Regions from separate parts of the Mus musculus genome. Here region 2 is linked to region 1. The links are chromatin contacts, called in public HiChIP or PLAC-seq maps. All regions are on one chromosome and are shown on one strand. The core of a region is the stretch at or near the end of the contact, and the rest is flanking DNA. Distances in the headings are between cores, read along the strand shown.

The links. HiChIP or PLAC-seq counts read pairs in DNA pulled down with a chosen protein or histone mark.
Region 2: an H3K4me3 HiChIP or PLAC-seq map of forebrain shows a contact between it and region 1, with 18 times the contacts expected there. The contact joins two enhancer-like sites. A contact is called at or near these places in 1 of 39 promoter capture datasets (hippocampal neurons), 5 of 484 Hi-C or Micro-C datasets (cerebral cortex, cortical neurons and ventral hippocampal neurons) and 5 of 115 datasets of contacts at active chromatin or transcription factors (astrocytes, embryonic basal ganglia, embryonic forebrain and 2 more).

What each region holds. Positions count from the first base shown.
Region 1 is chr12:105,841,733-105,845,336 of GRCm38.p6, reverse strand. No RefSeq gene overlaps it. Among named protein-coding and RNA genes, the nearest start is that of Gm19554, 56 kb to the left of the region's middle. Within about 2 kb of position 1,781, at least 26 of the 459 cell types and tissues checked have an H3K27ac peak or open chromatin away from gene starts, as enhancers often do. A contact at or near this core is called in forebrain, where this site is marked.
Region 2 is chr12:106,473,246-106,477,162 of GRCm38.p6, reverse strand. Gm51969 (a long non-coding RNA gene) reads right to left here. Exons shown (of 2, transcript XR_003950178.1): 2 at 413-1,167. Among named protein-coding and RNA genes, the nearest start is that of Gm32876, 4.0 kb to the left of the region's middle. Within about 2 kb of position 2,497, at least 30 of the 459 cell types and tissues checked have an H3K27ac peak or open chromatin away from gene starts, as enhancers often do. A contact at or near this core is called in forebrain, where this site is marked.

The DNA of each region.
Region 1 (3,604 bases), core at 532-3,031:
CAGATCTCTTCTATGAGATGCGCATCTTTCCAGAGGCCTTGGTACCCTGTGATGCCTCACACGCCAGGGTGGGGATCCTCCTTGGCCATCTCCCTAGGACAGCAATTTGCACAGCAGGTTGGTAGACAGTGTACCAACCGTGCACGAGGCACTGGGCTCACAATTTCAGCAGCCCTAAATGCCAATGCAGCACAAACCTGCTTTAGAGTGGCTTCCTATCAAAATTCTGCTACAAAAGCCAGAACTCTATGTAGACCAAGCTGGCATCAAATTCACAGGTTCTGCTGCCTCTGCTTCCCAGGAACTAAGTGAAAATCATGCACCACTGCAGCTAGCTCTTAGGCATGTCCGAGCGCTTCAGGTTAGGCAGAGTGTAAACCCAAGGCGTGCACAGTGGTACTTGCCTATAATCCCAACTCCAAAGGCTGAAACAGGAACTTCTAGCTTTAAGGGCCAGCCTGGGTTACACATCAAGAAGTCTTCAAGAAGGAAAAAAAAGCCAACAACAAAAAGGGTGGTGAATGGCTCAGAGGCAGGTGGATCTTTGTGAGCTCAAGGCTAGCCTGGTCTACAGAATTCCAGGATAGCTGGGGCAACAGAAAAACTATCTTAAAAACCAACCAGTGACAAGCCTGAGAAACATCTCCTATTAGAGATGAGTCAGAACTTCCTTGTGAAATCCTGGATAACCTTGAAACTTCCACTGCTGCCCAGAGATGCAATTACAAAGTATGGACGCTCGCCAGTGCCAGGGTAGCGCTGCATGGGCACAATGACCTGGGCAGCTGACTAGACCCTACTTCTCAGACGTCATGGGAGTTACATGGGGGTGAACATACAGGTACATACTGGGGAGTTGACTAGAAATCAAAATCAGGGTGACTTCATATATGCCAGGCAAGTACTCAAAGGATTTGTTACTGTACTTAAAAATTAAATTTGAGGCATATGAGTCTCAGGGGAGTTTTGGCTAGTGAAATCATTAAAAAAAAAGACTTTCCATTGAGAAACAAAAACTGCCCCCATTTAAGTCATATAACAATATAAAAGCCACAATGATTTAAAAAAGAGGGAGCCAGTAAAAGGTTACATTCAACAAAGCCAAAGCATATACATGGGGTAACTTACAAAATTACAGACAAGTCAGGTGTGGTAGCACACACAACACAAGCTCTCCAACACTTAGAAGACAGAGGCAAGAACAGATATCTGTGAGCTGAGGTGCCAGCCTGGTCCAGGCTAGCTACAATGAAACCCTGACTCAAAAATGCAAAAAATAAACAAAAAGGAAACAGAAAACAACTGTACCCTTAAAGTCGATATTAAAAGAGTCAAAAATAGTGTATGTAGTATCCTGGCTGATGTAATATAAACGTTGAGACAATGTCTAGTGGGTGCTGGACTCAAGGCAAACAAGACAAGACAAAGCTCTCAGCCCCTAAATTCTAGAGGCAAATTCTTTGCAGGCAGACAGGATGTCAGTCCTAAGCTTCCAACAGCATGGAAGCCACGTCATACTGGTAACTGCTGTGACACTCAACACCCTTGTGTAGACAGCACTTACTCATCAGGACTTGAAGGACACAGCCTAGATGAGGGCTTTTAATAAAAGCTACAGCTTTTGTGCTTTCAGATTAAAACCTAATTTTTGCTAAGTTAAATGGGGGTGACTTATGAGAACTGACATTTATTTTGCAGAGGGAGGGTCACAGTACACATGTTTGTTCTGAATGACTCCTGAACCTGGGACAAGAACTGAGAATACAGGAAATGAGAGGGAAAGGCAGGAGCCTACTCGTGCAGCGAAGCTCCAACAGTCTTGGCACGGTGTCCAGGCACGGTCGGCTCTCTGCTGGGGGCAGCATTCTTGGCTGTGAAGGCAGAGCATGCCCTCTGTCACTCATGGGGAGCAGTTCTGCCCAACTGTCTCTTTTCGACAACTTTATCATCAATCTCTTTATTAACAGCTCCACTGCCGTTAGAAAACGCAAACAAGGCCTGGCTCTCATGCCAGATTTCTGGAAATCACATAGCACCAGGCACCGCACAGTGTGAAAGTTTGTGAAGAGAGTGTTGTGCCAAGAGAGACAGCGTCTACAAGACAAGCACAAAGCCGGGACATCTACCTTGAAACGACAGAGCAGCTTGCTTGTGCCTAGCACCTGAGACAACCCCCAAATATCCACATCATGTGCAGAGACAACGGGGAGCACAAGTGGCCAAGACTCACTGTGAAGCCCAGAAACACCTTTGACACTTCATTCCAGGCAGCCTTGGAAAAAAAACTACTAAATGCCCTTCCTAAGACCCTCAAAATCTAAACTGCCCCATGACTATGTGACACGCACTATGGAACACACAAGGCTGAAGTGGAAGTCTGCAGGAGTGTCAGAGCCCCACAGAACAGGGGTGTTTGAATTATTCAAGCTACTTATTTTCAGCATGAAATCTGTTAGATCAAAAATAACTATCTTATAAATTAATTAAGAGAAATGCTTCTAAGAGGGTTGTAAAATATTTTAAGACACACACACAAATAAATAAGTAAAAATCAGGTCACATTCAGCCAACTATTTAATGACAAATCTACCCTTACTATGTCTTAAAATGGAGCACAATATCTAAAAAGTCCCAAATGTCATTAGGAGCTGACCCTTGGCCACAGCAGGTGAATGCAGGACACAACCAAACTAAGACCTCCCTACCGTAAAAGCTGGGTTTACCGCTAACGCTTCCCCCTCCCGACTTCCCTCACAAGGACAGGAAAGGAGTGGAGTACTCAGTTGAGTCCTAAGCACAGGACCACAGGATGGCTTATGACTCTGGTGCTTCTCTGCAACTGGATTCACTGTGTTCTGAGACACCATATTCATCTGTTTGTTGTGCGTCTCAGCGTTGCCCGCCTGTCCAGTGGGAGAGGGGACTAGGACAACAAAGTGGGGACGGAAACCTGAGCCCAGGCAAGCAGTTTTCTTCAACTTAGACTCACTCCACAGAGGAAAATACAAACACATCTCTGGATTTTCCTTCATCAATTCTGGGACCTAGAAAGCATACTTTAATAGTCATCCTTACCACTTAAAAACAAAAGCACACAGACCCTAAGCTAACTGGCAGAACAAAATAGTGAAGCTAAAAATATACTTTAAAACGCATTGCTACTTTCGCCATTTTTAAAATATATTCCCACCCTGCTAAGTCAGGGGTGGATGAAACAACTCGAGAGGATAAAGGAGCTCGCTATGCAAGCCTCTTTACGTCGAGTTTGATCCCTGGTACCCATGGTAAGGAGGAAAAAGTGGACCCTGAACACTGTTTTCTGACCTCTTACAGAAGCTGTGTCCATGTACCTATGCACTCATATACACAACACACACACAAAATTTCAACAAGAAAGCAACAGTGAAAATCCCAAATTATTTAGGTATGACATCACATGCCTATAACCCTTCCTAGTAATCCTGAGACTGAGGCAGGAAATCTGAGGTTATGTTGAAGCCAACCATGTCATAATTAGAGTGCTTCATCCTAAGTTCATAAAACAATTGCTGTATGAGCCAGGAGTGCTGGTGCACCATGGTCCCAGCATTCTGGAGGCCAAGGC
Region 2 (3,917 bases), core at 1,248-3,747, 630 kb before region 1:
CGTTGGAACCTTCTCCTGTGCCTGTGACCTTAGCCCTTAAAATAATAAGCCTTGCCTAATAGATTACCTGCAAGGCATTTCCCTAAACCATTCTCGACATACCAGAAAGACTGGTGCCCAGTTCATTCTTCCGAAAGCCAGTGGACAAGACCTGATCCCATCTTTATTTACAATTTAAATCTTTGGTTCATTGTGGACGTCTTCGCATTTGTTCTGGTTTCTCTTAAAACATTATATTACATTCTTTCTCTCTGATACTGGAATCTGGGTGCTCCCGTGTTTGGCAGCATGGGATAGCACCCTCCCTGACCCCTCTAACTTGTCCCATTGCGACCAGCGGCATGGTGGCATCTTTGTTAAATTCTTCAAGAAATTTAGAGGAAAGAAATGGGGGGACTGTAAAAATATGTATAGTTCCCTCCCAGATTTATTGCTATTTGCTTATAGATTTAAAGGAAACTGAGAGCAACTAGAGACATGGCATTCTAAGGAAGATTTGTGGTTGTTGGTTAGAAGGAAAAACTCCGTGAACATCCACACAAAACACCAGGAGACAAAGAGACATGCTGCAGGCACCTTTTAAAATTTGTACCGTGTGGCAGTGAATTCACCAGGAGCTGGAAGACACCAGGTTCTTATGAAAAGGTCAAAGTTATGGCCTTGGTATGACCTCGAAGGGGAAAAAAAAATCTATTTGTGAGGCATACGATTATCTAGGGTTTTAGTAAATGCAATTACAGCGACAATCTTAATCCAAACAGTTGAACAAAAATAAATTAAAATTAAATAAGATAAACCTCACCCTCAATCATTACACTATGAGTTGTACCGGACCGCAGGGTGGCTATTTGACCTTTGTCTTGCATCTATATTAGAAGAGGCACTACCTGGACAGAAATCAAGGTGCACTTGGGCACACCCACCAGCCTGACCTGGCCAACACCCAGGTCTGAAACAAACGGTTTCTGCTTTTCATTGGGGGTGGGGGGGTCCTGTCCACTGGACCTCCAACAGTGTCTTGCTCTGAGAGGCACAACACTGGTCCTGTGGGCGTGGGCAGCCATGGCTCACAGCAGTGACAGGTAGCTCCATCCATCCCAGCCACATTCCTCGGGTTCCACAAAGTTCCATTTCAATAAGAAAGCTCTTTTCTAAGGACACGTTGTTCTAAAAGAGACAGGAAGAAGAAAAAAACTGTCTGTAATTTGTCATGAATTTCAATTACAAAAAAAAAAAAAACTTTTGAATTTTTTTTCCGTTTTCAAGAAAAAAAAATTGGCGTGCCTCCAGGTTTTAAGAATGTGGTTAACACAGAAAATGACAGAAAGAGAAAGTGTGTGTGTGTGTGTGTGTGTGTGTGTGTGTGTGTGTGTGTGTATTTGCAGAAAAATCTCAGAACACAATATTCTCCTAGGCCAGGCTGAGGTTTTTCTGGACGAAGGTGCACCTGGCACTCTGGGTGAGAAAGAGGATTTTGTATTTATGGGCAATGGGATTGTTCTGGCAAGTTCCACAGCATGCCCCGGAGCTGACATCTCATAGAAGCATCTTCCAGCATCCCAGACTCCCATACACACCAGAGAACCAGTCTACACCCGAGAACACGGCTCAAAAAAGGGTTTTGGAGAGGAGAAGAGGAATCGTTTTGTCATTGGAAAGTCTAAGGGGGTCCCCTCCCCCCGATACACGGAATACTCACCAAACGGGAGCAGAACGGTTTTTTTTTCTTTCTTTTTTTTTTCTTTTTTGAAATGTGCAACTGTGTGAAACTTGTCTGGTTTCAGATTTACACAGAAATGTGGGCCCGTCTTGTTTTCATCCAAACAAACTCAAGCTGAAGAACTGTCTTTCCTAAACTGGGAGCACATTCCTGTTCCTTAACCCACCAGTGCTGGGTTCCCCCGGAGCGTATTAAATCTACGCAACACAGAGAGGTGCTTTCTGTCTTGTTTTCTGGAGGCTGAGCCCAGCAAACCCAGTAAACAGGTGGAAGACTAAAAAGAGCCATGAAAAAAAAAAAAAAAAACACACAACAAAAATAACAGCGACCTGTCCCCAGCCTTGAAAAACAGCCTAACTCCAGAGGTGCAGTGTGTACTTGCGTGGCCTCAAATAATGTTTGTCTCGCAAGAAAATGCGTAGCTTTCAGCGATAACACGGGACAGCGCTTCCTAACTTGCTAGTGGCCTGGCCTGCGTCCTTCTGATAAGAGGTCAGAGGTCACCGAGGCTAAAAGATGAGAACCCGTGCTTCCTTCTGCTCAGATCTGCAAGGAACAATTAAAGGCAGTTTTGCATTAAGGACTGACGTCCTCCTCAGTCTGGTGCCCCGGCGGTAAGCACAGCTATAGAATGCCTGTCCCTGTGGGGTATCCCCGCTCAGACCCAACCTGGCACTTTGGTACTACGCAGCTGGAATTTGAGGAAGCTCGTATTGAAAGGGGATGGTTTAGTAAGATGCAACGGAAGGTGCGGTGCGCATGCGCCTCCGGGGGAAAGCCATGGAAACTGCACCTTGCAGAACCTATCTGAAGGCCTAGGACCAAAGAGGTATTAGGGCTGAGCCAGAGAGACCCTGTTTGGAGCAGAACTATCAGAGGCAAGTGGTGCAGACACCGCGGATCTGGCTGGAGTTCAGAGGTCGTTGCAAGGGCTTTAACTCTGAGAGCTGTAGGGGAGTCAGCGAGGAGCTTTGAGCCTTCTGATTGCGGCACATTTTGGGAGAGGGGGCACAGGAACACACAAGCAGAGGTTCCCGAACAGCCCCGTCAAACCACCGCCAGGCTTCAGAGGCTCAAGCGTTGCTGTCGTTTTGGTTTTTGGTTTCCATGTTTCAGTTTACAAAAGGGTGATGATTTTAAAAATTAAAAAAAAAAAAAGTGACGATAGTGAATGAGGAAGAGAGTGTGCTTTCGGGCCTGAGTTCAGAGTTTATATAGAGAAGCTCAGCTGGGCTGGGGACATGACTCCCTGGGTAAAATGCTTGCTGAGCAAGAATGGGGACTTGAGCTCTGGAACCCACATAAAAAGCCAGGTCTGATGACACACTTTGTAATACCATCACGGGGCGGGGGCAGCGATGTGCAAGACCCCAAGATCAATGGTCAGGCAGCCTAGTCTGCTGGATGAGCCCCGGGCCATTGAGAGAGCGTGTGGTAGAAGACACCGGACTCGATCTCTGGGCTTATTAGACACACATATAAGCACACATAGGCACCCTCCGGCTCATGCTCTTCACAGAAACAGATACACACAGAGACACTCACATGAAATGGGAGAGGAAGAAGTTAAATTGAGAGAGACTTTACTGCACAGTGAAAAAGTCACACTAGAGACACTCCTCCCCACCGCCACCACCCCCACACCTCCTCTAAGCGTTGGCGGGAATTCCTAAAGGACCCAATTCTTGGTGCACTCTCTGAATGCCAGGTTTGGCATCCCCATGGGTTCAGGGCCCTTGCTACACTTTATATACCAAGCACGTGTATTCCTAAGCTAACCCACGATGCACAGTAGTTGACAGGTTCTTCCTACTCTGCTTTTCATCTCACTGAACTGTCCAGGGCCTCATTGTCTCATCTGTAAAATGGGAACTCTAACTTGGAGGCCTGGCTTCCTGGAGAGAGTCAGGCATACACGGAGACCACCATGCATCTAAAAGCACTGCACAGATAAATATGCGGTATTTACATAATTATGCCTCATTATATCCTTGGGTTTTTTTTTTTAAGGAATAAAAGTAAGAAAGCTAAAAAAAGACATCTAAACAAAGAGTTTAAGTAATGTATGCAGAGAATATGTGTATACACATATAGAGTTACAATGAAGATTTAAAAAAATAATGTGTGCAGTCAGGGGTGGCGCACGCCTTTAACCCCCACACTCAGGAGGCAGAGGCAGCTGGGTCTCTAAGTTCAA